Linked DNA regions of Anser cygnoides: region 2 is linked to region 1. A link is a contact called in public Hi-C data. All regions are on one chromosome and are shown on one strand. Each heading gives the region's core, a stretch centred on a gene start, on an enhancer-like site or on the middle of the called end of the contact. The rest is flanking DNA. Distances are from core to core; before and after follow the strand shown.

Region 1 (6,153 bases), core at 1,293-3,792:
TACATTGATGTTGACAAAGGAATGAGAATTCCTATTGCAAACCTTTCTCACTTAGCTTACATTTTGGTTTCAGAAACTTCAGCTGGACTAATAGTGTCTAAGGCAAAAGAAACAACTTCTTATAAGGCTAAAGAGTTGCAAGGATACACCGAGTGGTATTTCAGGCTATGCAACTGTCTGCTTGGACAGGAAAGAAGAAATCTTGCAAACCTTTCTTTCTTGCTCACTTGCACAGTGGCGGCTGTAATCTAGCTGTGGACCTGCAGTTCCGCCCCTCCCTCCACCCCACAGGCAACCTGTGAGCAGCCCTATGGACTTGTAGATGAAAAAGCGGTACAGTATTACCACGTCTTCAACAAATATGCTGGGGCTGAGCTGTTTTTGAGGAATGTTCTTGTGGAAGTCAGAAAATCGCCACTGTGCTCCTCTTAATACATCTCAAAGAGCAGGCCTGATCTTCCCAGGATCGGAGCCACTCGACCTCAAACCGACAAGAAAGCCATAGTCCTGGAGCTGTGCTAAGCAAACACCTTTTGAGGATGCAGATGTTCTGCATCCCACCTCACCTCATCCCAGATAGGCATACAGACTTAAATCTACTCCAAGAATAGAACAAACACCATTTGGGAAGGGCTTGTCATTCCCCTTTTCCACCAACAACCCCGGTAACATCCTCTCGCACGGAAAGACGAGCTTCGTGGCCAGCTTGGAGATGGGGAGGTCGGCTGAACCTTCCTGTCCAGCCTGGCAGAAACAGACCCACAAAAGGCTAAGGAGGCTCCAGAAAGAAAACCTCTGTATTAAAAGCCAAGTAACGTGGAGCTACAATAATTACACACTATCTCAACAGTGTAAATACAGTGTAAAAGGTTCGTTAAAGTTCAACTTCGGCAATTACAATATACAGACTGTTTCATTCTAGATCCCGCCAAAAAGAGAGACTTATTTTGGTAAATAAAGAAAAAAACTCGCTCGGACTGTATTCATATACAAAAAAGCTGCTGACTACAACGAATGCGGTTGAACGGGTGGGTATTTTATTTTCCACGTTTAAATATTTTTTTTTGGGGGGGGGGCTTTTTTTTTTCTTTCTTTTTTACTAAAAGGTTCGTTTAAAACGGGTATTAAAGGTAGAAAACGAGCACACAGGATCTGGTCGTCTCCGGCGGCGGGGCCGAGGGGCGCGGAGAGGCCGCTCCCCTCAGGCGGGGCCCGTTGGCGCCCAACGGTCGGCCGGTGCCCAACGGCCGTTCGCGCCCAGCGGCCGCTCGCGCCCCGCAGCACACCTTTAAGACGCTTTAAAACATAAAAAACACGGCAGGGGCAGCGCGACACGGCCCGGCCCGGCGGGGGGCGGCCGCCCGCGCCCCTCGGCAGCACACGACGAGGGAGGGAAGGGGACGCCGGGCGAGGCTACTTGGCGGCGGCGGCGGCGGTGGCGGCGGTGCTGGTGCTGCGGCGCTGCTCCATGCCGTTGGGCAGGAAGCCGGCGATGATGGGCACCGGCCAGATGAGGGCGGCCACGCTCCACACGATGATGACCAGAGTCATGAAACAAGCCACCAGGGTGGACTCGATGGGCTTACGGTTCATCCGCCAGCCCGGCTCCCCCTTCAGCTCCTCCAGGCTGAAATCCAGGCAGCAGAAATTCAGCGGCTCGCCCTGCAGCCAGTACTGGCCGGGCTCCGCCGCCGGCGGGTAGGAGAGCGACGACGACGACGAGGAGGAGGAGGAGGATGAGGAGGACGAAGAGGAGGCGGCAGGGGGCTGAGGCGCGGCGCCCCGCAGCCGCCCGACCCTCCTGCCCCGCACCCAGCTGCAGCCCACGCAGAGGCGCAAGTCCTGCTGGGCGCCGCCGGCCGCCAGCCCCAGGTGCTCGATGAGCAGCGGCGGCCCCACGCGGTGGAAGGCGGCGGAGAAGAAGGCCCGCCCGTGGCTGTTGGTGGAGAAGAGCAGGAGGTCGCACTGGATGCCCAGCGGGCGGCTCCAGCGCACCAGCAGCGAGCTCAGCATCTGCCGCTGCACGCTGATATTGCAGTGCGGGTCCTCGGCGGGCTGCGGCTGCCCCTGCGGCTGGGGCCGCTGCTGCTGCTGCTGCTGCTGCTGTTGCTGCTGCCCGGAGGAGGTGGGAGCAGAAGGGAAAGGCTCTTGGCTAGCGGCAGCCGGCGTGCCCGGGCTGGCGGTGCTGCCTTCCTCCTTGCTCGTTGCCCCGTCCAGGTCCATCTCGAGGCCGGCCAAGGAGCGGGAGGAGGAGTTGGCGGGGGGCAAGAAGAGCTCTTGCTCCTGCTCCTCCTGCCCGCCGGCAGCCGCCGAGGGGCTCCAGCCCTGGCAGGGTGGCAGGCAGGCGGCCAGCAGTGCCGGGAGGAGCAGCGGCAGCATGGCATTGACTTAGAGCCGGAGAGGAGGGCGAGGAGGAGGAGGAGCGGGAGGCTGCATGGCGCTGCCGGCTGCCATCTGGGAAGAGCAGCACACCGCTCTCGCCGACAGAGAGAGAGACGGAGAGGGAAGGAGGGTGGGGGCAGGCGAGGGGGTGGGAGCGGGGCTGGGGCTGCCGCGGCGGCGGGGCGAGCGAGCCGGGAGCCTCGGTGACGGCAGCGGCTCCCCCTCCCCGCCTCCTCCGCCCCCGGCCCGGCACAGCCCGGCCCGGCAGCTCCCGGAGCTGCTCCTGCTGCCCCCCGAGTGCGGCCCCCGCCCGAGCCCCCCGCTCCGCCGCCGCCCCCGCAGCACCGGGGGGTTGCGGTGGGCGCCCCGTCACCGCGGGGAGCGAGCGGAGGGCGGCCCCGGCCCGCTGCCCGCCGCCCTGCCGCCTCGCCCGGCCCCGAGGGAAAGAGGCTGTGGGGGGCCGCGAGTGGGAAGGGGTCGCAGCCAGGAATCGACTTTACACCCTTTCCGGCCTTATAGCGACGGGGGCTGGGGGAGAAACGCGGAGCGAGGGTTTTTTTCCTGTCAGACACAGCGCAGTGTCTGCACCCCTCCCGGGGCGCCCTGCAGGTCCGGGCTCACCCCCGCCGCCGGGCTGAGGCGCGCTCCCGGAGTCACATCCCCCCGTCTGGCACCCCCGTAGCAAAGGCTTAAACACGGGAGCTTGTTGCAAGCAGCGCGGAGCTACCAAGCGCGTTAGCTGTGAGACTCCTATGAATTTTTCAAGAGGCTGCTTTATAATCAGGAGAGTTTGTAATCAAGCTAGGTACCCCCGCTTATGTCGCGGCTGTGCTGGCTGTATTACTCTTGACACAGCCTGAGGCTGGCTGTGCTGCAGCTCGACGCTCGGAGCCTTGGGAAGAGACACAGCTGATATGACACAAATGAACGTTTCTTAGCCTTTACCTTGGGCAGAGGGTGGGCTAGAGTTACATTTTCCTGGCAAGTATCCAGGACTGTGAGTCTTCGCTTTTGCAGCCTTTGCTTAGACAGTCAGTAAATGGAGACATAAATACAAAAACTAGGCTTTCCCAAGTATATATGGGACAATTTATGTAAACTCCACAAGGCGCTCCTTCGAGGTTGGCATTGATCCCATGTCAGAGTCACAGTGAAGTGACACATGGACATGTTCTCACTTGAAAAATGATTTACTGTAATATTAGCCTCAACTATTTCAGCTGAGTGAGGGTAGTGAATGCGGGTAGGGAGTAAATTTTAGATTTGCTATAATTTCACATGAATGAATGTAGTGAATCAGTTTTCTCTCCAAAGCCTTGCCTAATATATCATGACAAAACCCAAAGTTGATTGCTTTCTATTCAAAAGAGACCTGAGCACCAAATGAATTTGTATTTGATCCCAAATTAGTCCAAAGGGTATTGTCTACCAGATGTTTATTGTTTGGCTAGGTTTTTAGTTTGGGTTATTACAGAGAAACATGCCTGATGAAGCGTTCAAAGCAAGCTGTCCGATTCCAGTGGGCTTTTGCTCAGATGTTACAATACCATTAATACAATTTCCAGTTCTATTTCAATGTCTTTTATTCAAGAGTTCTCTGATACTTTTGTCACCTGAATGTACCCGTACATGCATCTTTTGATGCCCTTTGTCATATACACAGTCCTGTGAATTTGTGTGGCTGTCAGCGCTTCTGTTGTAGTGTGTCTGCAGACCCAAAAACAGATAAAGAGAGGGCTAGCATGTAGCAAATAATGCCAAAACCATGCAGTCACTCCTGTGTACAAATTGCATTGCATTGGGATTTTGGTGCAAAGGACTGGAAATGAAGCAAAACTTCATAAATAGGATTAGCTCCTGAACACTTGCAGTGTGTGAGTGGCAAATGTTCTCCAGCAGTTTCAGCTCTTTTGGTCTGAACTCCCAGCACCCAGCTGAATGCAGTAAGGGCTAGTTGCAAAGAGGTTTGGGGACAGAGAGCTGAGCTGTTCCTTTTCCTGAAAAAAAAAAAAAAAAAAAAAATAACCTGCCACAGGAATGCTAAATCAACAGTTTAGCATCATTTAGACTACCTTAGCAAAGAACTGAAAGAGGGCAGTTTGTCTGAGGTTGGAGACGGTGCCTCATATCTATTCCTCTTCATAAAGGAGTAATTAAGCAAGTGGATACAACAAGAAGAAAGTATGTTAGTTAGATCGTTGGTTGATAGCCCCTGTCCAGCAGGACCTTTCACAAATATTTCATTATTAGATCTGTCAGATATAATTAATCTTGGCATGGTTTCAGTCATCCAAAGAGGCTGCAGCACACTTGAAAACTCCTTATAAATAGCACTAATAGATAGCTCTGTTCTGTGGTTTTCAGCCATAAATCTCAAAGAACAAAGTTCTTTTACGGCTGGGGATGCTGAAGCATAAAGAAATCAGGGGATGACCAAGTCAGAGACGGATCATGTTGTAGATTTTGCGGGTTTGATGCTCTGGTTATAACTAGAAGTGCGATTTGCACCATAGGTCACAGTAGCATTTGTCAGCATGGTAGAGGAGGTGTGAAGTGGGCTATAATGTTAAAATCCTAGAAGGGAATAATAAAGTAACAAGAGAGTAGGAGTTTCATGTGACACAGTGCAGAGCTGCTGGGAGGATGAAGACTAATAGTAAAGGACAATCAGAGTCTTTAAGAGTCATTTTAATGACACTTCTAAGAAGCGTTTTTATTAAAGCATTGCTTGTGAAATATTTTAAGTAAAATTAAATCAAGAATAAGTATTTCTGCCCAAGTGCCATTAAAACTGCAACTCATGAGGCTACTGTTTTAGAGCCTAAAGTCTCATTGCAGCTGGTGGAAACTGACCGTAAACAGGTATAGATTCCAGAAGCAAATCCGTAACTTCGTTCAACTCAAAAGCTTGTGATCCTCAATTCAGCCAACTTATGCTGATCTACACTGAGGAAAAGGAACAGCTGTGGAACTTTTCTTTATAAAGGATGCCATTTTGAGGTTGTAATTTCTGAAAGTTGCATGTGGGAGAGAAGAAGGGAAAGCAGTGCAGTAAAGAATTGGATACGCAGCCATAACAGAGGTATTTTTCAGTGGAAAGACACCGACTGTCAATTGCAGGGAAAAAGATGTTAGGAGCAACTAAGTATAGCAATGCATTACCAATTTCTGAAAATGCCAGGTAAATAAGGAGAGTTTCCCAGTCAACAGCTGAAGAGGGAGGCAGGGTCAGGAAAAGAAGTTGGTACTTGACTCCTCTCAGAAAAGAGCAGTTTCAGTTCTGTGAAAGGAGTTGGATCCAATCATCCTGGGGATTGTTCTGAGAGAGATACTTATACCCAGCGGAGGAAAAATGTTTCTGTGATATGACTTCGAAGTCTTGGTTGGCTAATGGTTTCATAGCTGACGTAGGGGGAGAATATCAGAGCAGCAAAGTGAGTGAGCTAATCTTATGGCAGAATATACTCTTTGAGCAGTGGTTGAGAATCAGTGGATTGCTGGTTGAGCAAGGAGCTAAGGAATGTTTCCTTATTGCCCATTGATGTGCTACTTTGATTGTGAGCACAGTCTATCCTTTCCTCCTCCTTGATCAGCGTTCTCAAAGATTTGTCAAAGTATTTGCAATGAAGCACATAAAGGCCTCTGAAACTCCAGAAACTGATAATAGAAGCTGGTTGGACTAAGCGGCTTGTTATTGCTACATCATGTCAGAAAGATTTATCTGCAGAAAACAGAGATCATGCGCTGCACGGAACAAGCCAGCACTTTGTA
Region 2 (6,470 bases), core at 2,960-5,459, 63 kb before region 1:
TGTGTGTTGGCTTTGCAAAATCGAGTTTTCTCCCCAAGGGCTCATCTCATAAAAAATTTCTCCTGCTTGATGCATAAACTCCAGAAGAAATTGCTGGAGGTTGTGTAGGTGAAAGATAGGTCTTAAGATACCTGAGTGAGCTTACAGCTTGTTTTAACAACGTCTTGTCTACAGTCACATACTGAGCAACCACATTCATTGTGATTTCCTTTCACGTTAATCACTGATGAAGTCCAACTGATACCTCACTTCCAGTACAGCCAGAGGCTTGTTTCAAGGCAGAGCCAGACAACACACTGGTACTGAAGTACTGTGACCCCAGGAACACTGCTCTACTCTAAGAAAATTGGTTTAGAATAAAGCAGCATTCTTGGAGTTGCACCACTCCAACACCAAATACATTGCTTATATCATGCTTCAGACCCTTGTTTGAGGGATCTGTGCCAACAACATGAAATCGTGGGCCCAGATGCTCTCCCACAACACCTTCTTAAACCTGAAACTACACACATGCTGAATTATGAACTTACTTCTTCTTAACACAGCACACAGTGAGTCCAATAGCTGCAAGAACTCCAGCCCCAGCCAGCACAGCAAGTATCGCTGCTAGATCTGCAAACAGACAACAAGGTACAAGAACACTGAGCTTTCTCCTAAAAGCTGGTTGGGTTTGAACCTCCTCAACAGTTTTCCATGTGTATCAGTTGCATGCAGAGGAGGAGATCCGCGTGCATACAGGTAACACAAGCAAATTCCAAGAGGTTGGCGGCCAAGCAACGACAAACTCCTGCTGCTAGCAATGGACCACAGCCACAAAAACAACCAACCCTCTCTCTGCCAGACTGTTAGCCCTTGGTGCAAGAATTTGATGCAGCTCATGTGCTGTTAAACTTACCTGCAATCTCTCAAACTTCTGGCTCAGCATGCAGGAAAGAGAAGAAAGTATGAATACTTGCCTATCTCTCTCCAAAGGAAATAGTTACTTTTACCAACTTCCCCTCAATACAATCCTTTCCCCAAAATACAAGAGTTATATTGACTTGGGGTTTTCAAAGAGTCATAAAATTGATCAGGAAAGTCCATGTGTGAGCAAAGAAAAGTGCTCTATGTTTTAAAAGAAGTATACATTACAAAAAAAAAAGAAAGGAAAAAGTCATTTGATACAGTTTCTGGTCTAGCTTGTGTAGCCAATACTTTACAGATGATGCAGAAGTGCAAACATGAAGCAAACTTACATGCATCTGAGCAAAGCCTACCCCCAAAATGCCTTTCTGTTTTTTAACGATACATTTCAGAGAGATGAAATTTAACAAGAACGCAGATTTTGCTGTTAGCAGTCAGGGCACTCTCCACTGAACAGGGAGACCCGCCCCAAGGATTATTTCTTATTCATGTGAAAACAGAGTAACTGCACTGCTAACACTAAGCAAAGACTACTTAGATGAATAAGGTTGCATAATCAAATTCTAAGCTGTTCACCAGGTCTGTGACCTTGGGAGGGAAAAATCATCACTTGATCTTTCTATACCTTCTGGCTGTGATCTCTCATTCAAAAAGCTATATTAAATGAAAGAAAAACAAAAACTAAACAAGCAAATAAAAACCAAACTACCAACCACCGAGTCTCAGTCCCCCTCAGCTATAAAAGTCAAATCTCCACCGCATTAAAAACCCTCCTTTCTCCCCAGTCCCTAAAAGTACTCTGTTGTAACTTCCAAAAGGTTTTGATGGGACAGACATTTCAGAAAGCAGGCATCTCATAAAACCCAAGGCATGCAGAGCAGTGTGCATTATTGCTCCCCCAACGGAAAGAAACTAAACAAGCGTAAAGCAAGCCACAACAAACTTCCAGAACTCACCTATCTGTTTTTCAGCCAAGGTCACCCAGAATTGCAAGGTCAGTTGCATTTTGTCTACAGGTTTACAGTTGGAGACGTTTACCCAGAAGTTGTGGTGCATATTTCGGGGCTCAGGCAGGAGCTCATCCTCGCGGCGCACGGTTTCCTCTGCCCCAGGTGTCTGTTCCTTTATGTTGACGTAGGCACGCCCCGTCTCGCAGGCAATGCCCATGCGGTCCTTGGAGAACCCCAGGCGGGCAACTTGCTTGCTGGGCACAATGACATACCAGGATATGGAGACATAAGGAGGTAGACCATAAGGTGAGTTGGGACTCTGCAAGTAAATTTTAGCTTTTGGATCTGGGCTCACAGTGAAAGTACACTCATCTGTAGTAAAGCAAACGAATACAGGAATGAAAACTTATTTAGTTTCAAAACCTTTTTTTTAAAAAAGCTTTCTGTTTCAGCATGTAAAATTGTCTAGGCTCTCTTCTCTATAACAAAAAAGTATCACTTATACCCATGACCAGCAAATTTCTACTGTCAAATTACATCTCAGTACCAGCAATACAACTCAGCTATCATCTCTTCTATATCAGTATTCACAATTCTCACGGATATATCTGCAGAATTTCCCACAACTGTCTACCAACCATCTGGATCGCAAAGCTCTTCCCTTCTTTCAGCAATAAACTACCTCAGTGATTCAGATAAAGACTGGTCCAAGCAGTAGCTCCAGGTCTAGACTCTAAAGATCTGAACTATCATTTCTACGTATTAATGTGTTCTAATAAATGTCCTGAAATATCTAACAATGGGGAAAGATGTACAAAACAATAATTTACCTTTAATATGTGGCACAAAAGACATTTGCAGATCCTGATGATTAGAATCATTGAAAAAACCTTTACCAAATGTTTTTAAGGATATGGTGATATTGTTCCTCAGCTGTATCTTTTCAATGGCTCCACCAGGACAGAATATACCAACGTTCAAGTCCATCTCTGGGGTGGCACTAACAATGCTGTAACTGTAGCTCGTGTTACACCTCTGCTCTGGAAGGTGCTGCTGCAGTTTCAAGGACGGAGATGTAATTTCTACATTTATCACTTCGGGAGCTATGAGCTTCCAAATAAATTTATGCAGCAGAACTGGCAATTGGGTAATAGCCTTGGGCACCGAAAGGGCATGGATCTTCTTCTGACACCACCGGAGATCTACACAGCCTGCAATCACAAAAACAAACCACAATGGTTGTTCTCTTTTTCTTGCAGAGGAAATCCCTAGGAAAAGCAATTTTTCTAGTGTACTACAGTATACATATACAGAGTCCTGTCAGATTTGTGTTACAGATCCAGGTAAGTATTTACCTGAGAAGGTGTCCTCTATTATTAACCTTTACCAAAATATGCATGGTTTGTAGTTTAAGAGCTTTCCTTAAAATGACACAGGACATCAATGGAACTGACAAATACAAACGTATGCAAAATTCCTCACTCAATAAATTACTTTTGCTACACTATCTGCTTATTGAGACAGTTGCCAACTCACTAAAGTCCAGATCTATACCTTTAAACTCTTCTTCTAGTATTTGAAAGCATTTGTGAAAATTCTGCACCAAATGGATATGCAAACGGCACAAGACACATTCCTGATGGCCACCTTGGTCCCACATTTTCATGGGCAGATTTATGGCTCTCCTGTTCTGTTTCCATATTTTGCAGTTTTCAGTAAGAATATTCTTCTCTGCCTTTTGTCATTTCCCTTCTAGGAATAGTTATGCAGTTTCTATTTTTAAAAGGTAGGATGCTGCAGTGACCAATAAGGTCATCTCCAGATTCGTTGTACCATCCCCCAGCTGTTCAAAGCCAAATTTCCATCCACCCACTATTTAAAGCAAGAGAGACAAGGTTTGGCTGACCGCTGTGGAAAAGCAGGCGGAAGCATTTTCTAGGAAACAACATTGAGCCACTTGTGTCATACTTATGCCCTTTTCAGCTGTGATCCTCAGGTGGGACAAGTCCTTGCACAGAAAGGAGATCTTGTAGATGGCGCCAGAGACCAGCGTCAGAACACGGTCACAGGTGCGAGGATCCTTGCAGATCAGGCATATCGGTTCAGACATGAGCGGGACTCGACTGGGCCAGCCTTCAAAGTGTATCGTTACAGTCATATTCCGCTCCTTGCTGAGGTCAACCAAATGGGTGACATCTGCAACGAAAAACAAACATCTCAGAGCAATTACTGGCAAGAAGCGTGGTGTGAAGCAGAATTTCCTCCATCTCTTCTCACCCCATTAGACAAGCAGATGTTAAAGCTATTTCTACATTAGCTAAGAAAACATTATTTACTTTTTCCCACTAGTGTAATACAAACTCAAATAATATCATATTACTCTTCTAATTGAGAAGTTTGAGCCCTTCCACACACAAACCCCACTTCCCTACCACTTTTCAGCCGTAACACGATAACGTATGCTAATCCCTTTTGAACAGGTTAGGTTACAATGCAAATAGTTCACTATGGAGCTCAGCTGACTACGTTAGATTTGTTTTCCGTGATAGGTTCCTTGTATTCCTTTCAGAGTCAGTTTTACTGGTGACACAACAGCTGATCAGAAAAAAGTTTCCCAGTTCTCAAATTCTGAATTTAATGCAAGATTTCCACCTCCGATAACTTTTTTTTTTTTCCTGGAGGTGTGGGTGGAGCGGTATTTAATTTTTTTTAGAGCAAAGCTGAAGAAAATTGTCCAAAAACAGCGATTTGTACATCTGGTTGTCCACAGTCAAGTTAAAGATTAAGCTAATTTAAACAAGTGCCAATATGGTTCAAAAGGGAAAAAACTGTCAAGTATTCTACTTCATCAAAAGTGCTGATGGTCATTACGAAGGTCACTGGAGCTTTCAAAGACACTTCCCCAAAGCCTTTTTCTGTTTGGCAGTTAAAAACACACAGAGATGCCTCAAATTAACAAAGTCTGTCTCTGTGCTGGCAGGAAGGCTAAGGATCAAGCCTTGACAGACGGTTTGGTTTCCCTCAGTGGCATGACTGATCTACCCCACTGCCCTTCCATTTAACTGCCCAACAGTGATCTTCCAGAAATATTTTCTGACTAGCTGTAAAAAGCAAACCTACGAGCTAGCAGAGCTAACCATGAAAAGTAAAGAATGCCGTCCCCTTCCTCGATTCTAGTCACCAGCCCTCTTGCAATCCACCCCTGTTCCCCATACACCACCACACATGAGATCATGCAGGAAGCCCTGCAATACCATCCGAGCTCGCTGGATCCAAGGTACCCAAGTAGCTCAGAGTGCCCACGTTCACACAGCAAACATCATCCCTGACAGCCTCTCTTGATCAGCTTGGAAAGATCTCCTTAAGGAGGCATGTCCCCAGGCATTTAAGAAGCTTCTCAAACACCTGGGAGTATAGGACATTTATGGGGAACATTCTCCACAGATCTTAAAATCAGTTAATAGCAGGATGTTGATCCTTTACAGGACAGCAAATACTCTAGGGATGTATTTGGCTGTGCTCCCAAAAGCTCAGAAAGTAAACTCAGAAAGTGCCTTGATATTTTCATCACAAACCCCAGGAAGGCAACAGGACAGAACCCTGGAAACCACTTCCAAGCACATGAAGGACTAGAAGGTGATCAGGATTAGGTCAGCAAGCATTTATGAAGGGAAAAACATGCTTGAAAAATCTGACACCCCTCTAGAATGACAGGGCTGGCTTAAGGTGAGGCAAGAGCAGTGGGTGCTGTTCAAATCAATTTTAGCAAGGCTTTTGAGACCATCTTCTGTAACGCCCTCTCAGACACACTGATAAGTATACGCTAGTTAAGTGGGCAGCGAGGTGTACACAAACTGGCTCAACTGCTGACCTCAAAAGGCTTGTGATCAGCAGCTCAAAGTCCATCTGGAGGACAGTCATTAGCGGTCTACCCTAGGGGTTGACACTGAGGCCAAAGCTGCCTAATATTTTCCTTACTGACTGACGAGAGGACAGAGCGTACCCTCACAACAAGTTAGCACAAGCAGGAGGACTCAGGGCAGACCAGCTGGAAAGCAGCTTCACAGAAAGACCTGGGGGTCCTGGTGGACATCAAGTGGAATACAAGCCAGCAGTGTGTCGGTGTGGCAAAGACAGCCAACAGCCTCCTAGGCCGTGCTAGAAAGAAAACAGAGCAAGTGGAGAGAGGTGAGACCCCCTCTGCCAAATCACTGGTGAGACACCTGGAGTGCTGGGTCAGGTTCTGGGCTCCCCAGTACAGGAGAGACATGTATGTACTGGAGTAAGGCCAGCAAAGAGCCACGACGATGCTTAAGGGATTGAAGTATCTGTCATAGGAGAAGAGATGGAGAGAGCCGGGACTATGTAGCCTGAAGAAAAGGAGGCTCAGGAGGACATGCATGTACACATGCAAACAACGTGCAGCCAGACTCGGTTAGAGGGTAAGAGACAGTGAGAACAAACAGAAATACAAGAAGTTCCACTTAAACATAAGAAAAAAATGAACATGTGCATGTTCAGACACTGGAACAGACTTCTCAGACAGGTTGTAAGAGCCCTTGTTTAAGAAGATACTCAAAAGCCGACCAGACACAGTCCTGGACAACCTGTTCTAGT

What was found. A called contact is a pair of places that touch in the nucleus more often than the background predicts.
Region 2: a contact with region 1 is called in a Hi-C map of liver, with 14 times the contacts expected there. The contact joins the enhancer-like site here to the promoter of TMEM158 in region 1. A contact is called at or near these places in 2 of 7 Hi-C or Micro-C datasets (both in liver).

Annotation. Positions count from the first base shown.
Region 1 is chr2:47,027,895-47,034,047 of Taihu_goose_T2T_genome, reverse strand. TMEM158 (transmembrane protein 158) reads right to left here and starts at 2,542. Exons shown (of 1, transcript XM_048075842.2): 1 at 1-2,542. The coding sequence starts at 2,379. The coding sequence ends at 1,414.
Region 2 is chr2:47,092,655-47,099,124 of Taihu_goose_T2T_genome, reverse strand. It overlaps CDCP1 (CUB domain containing protein 1), which reads right to left. Exons shown (of 9, transcript XM_048075865.2): 5 at 3,822-4,049; 6 at 2,684-3,064; 7 at 1,860-2,225; 8 at 531-612. Among named protein-coding and RNA genes, the nearest start is that of CDCP1, 22 kb to the right of the region's middle. Within about 2 kb of position 4,209, at least 2 of the 3 cell types and tissues checked have open chromatin away from gene starts, as enhancers often do. A contact at or near this core is called in liver, where this site is marked.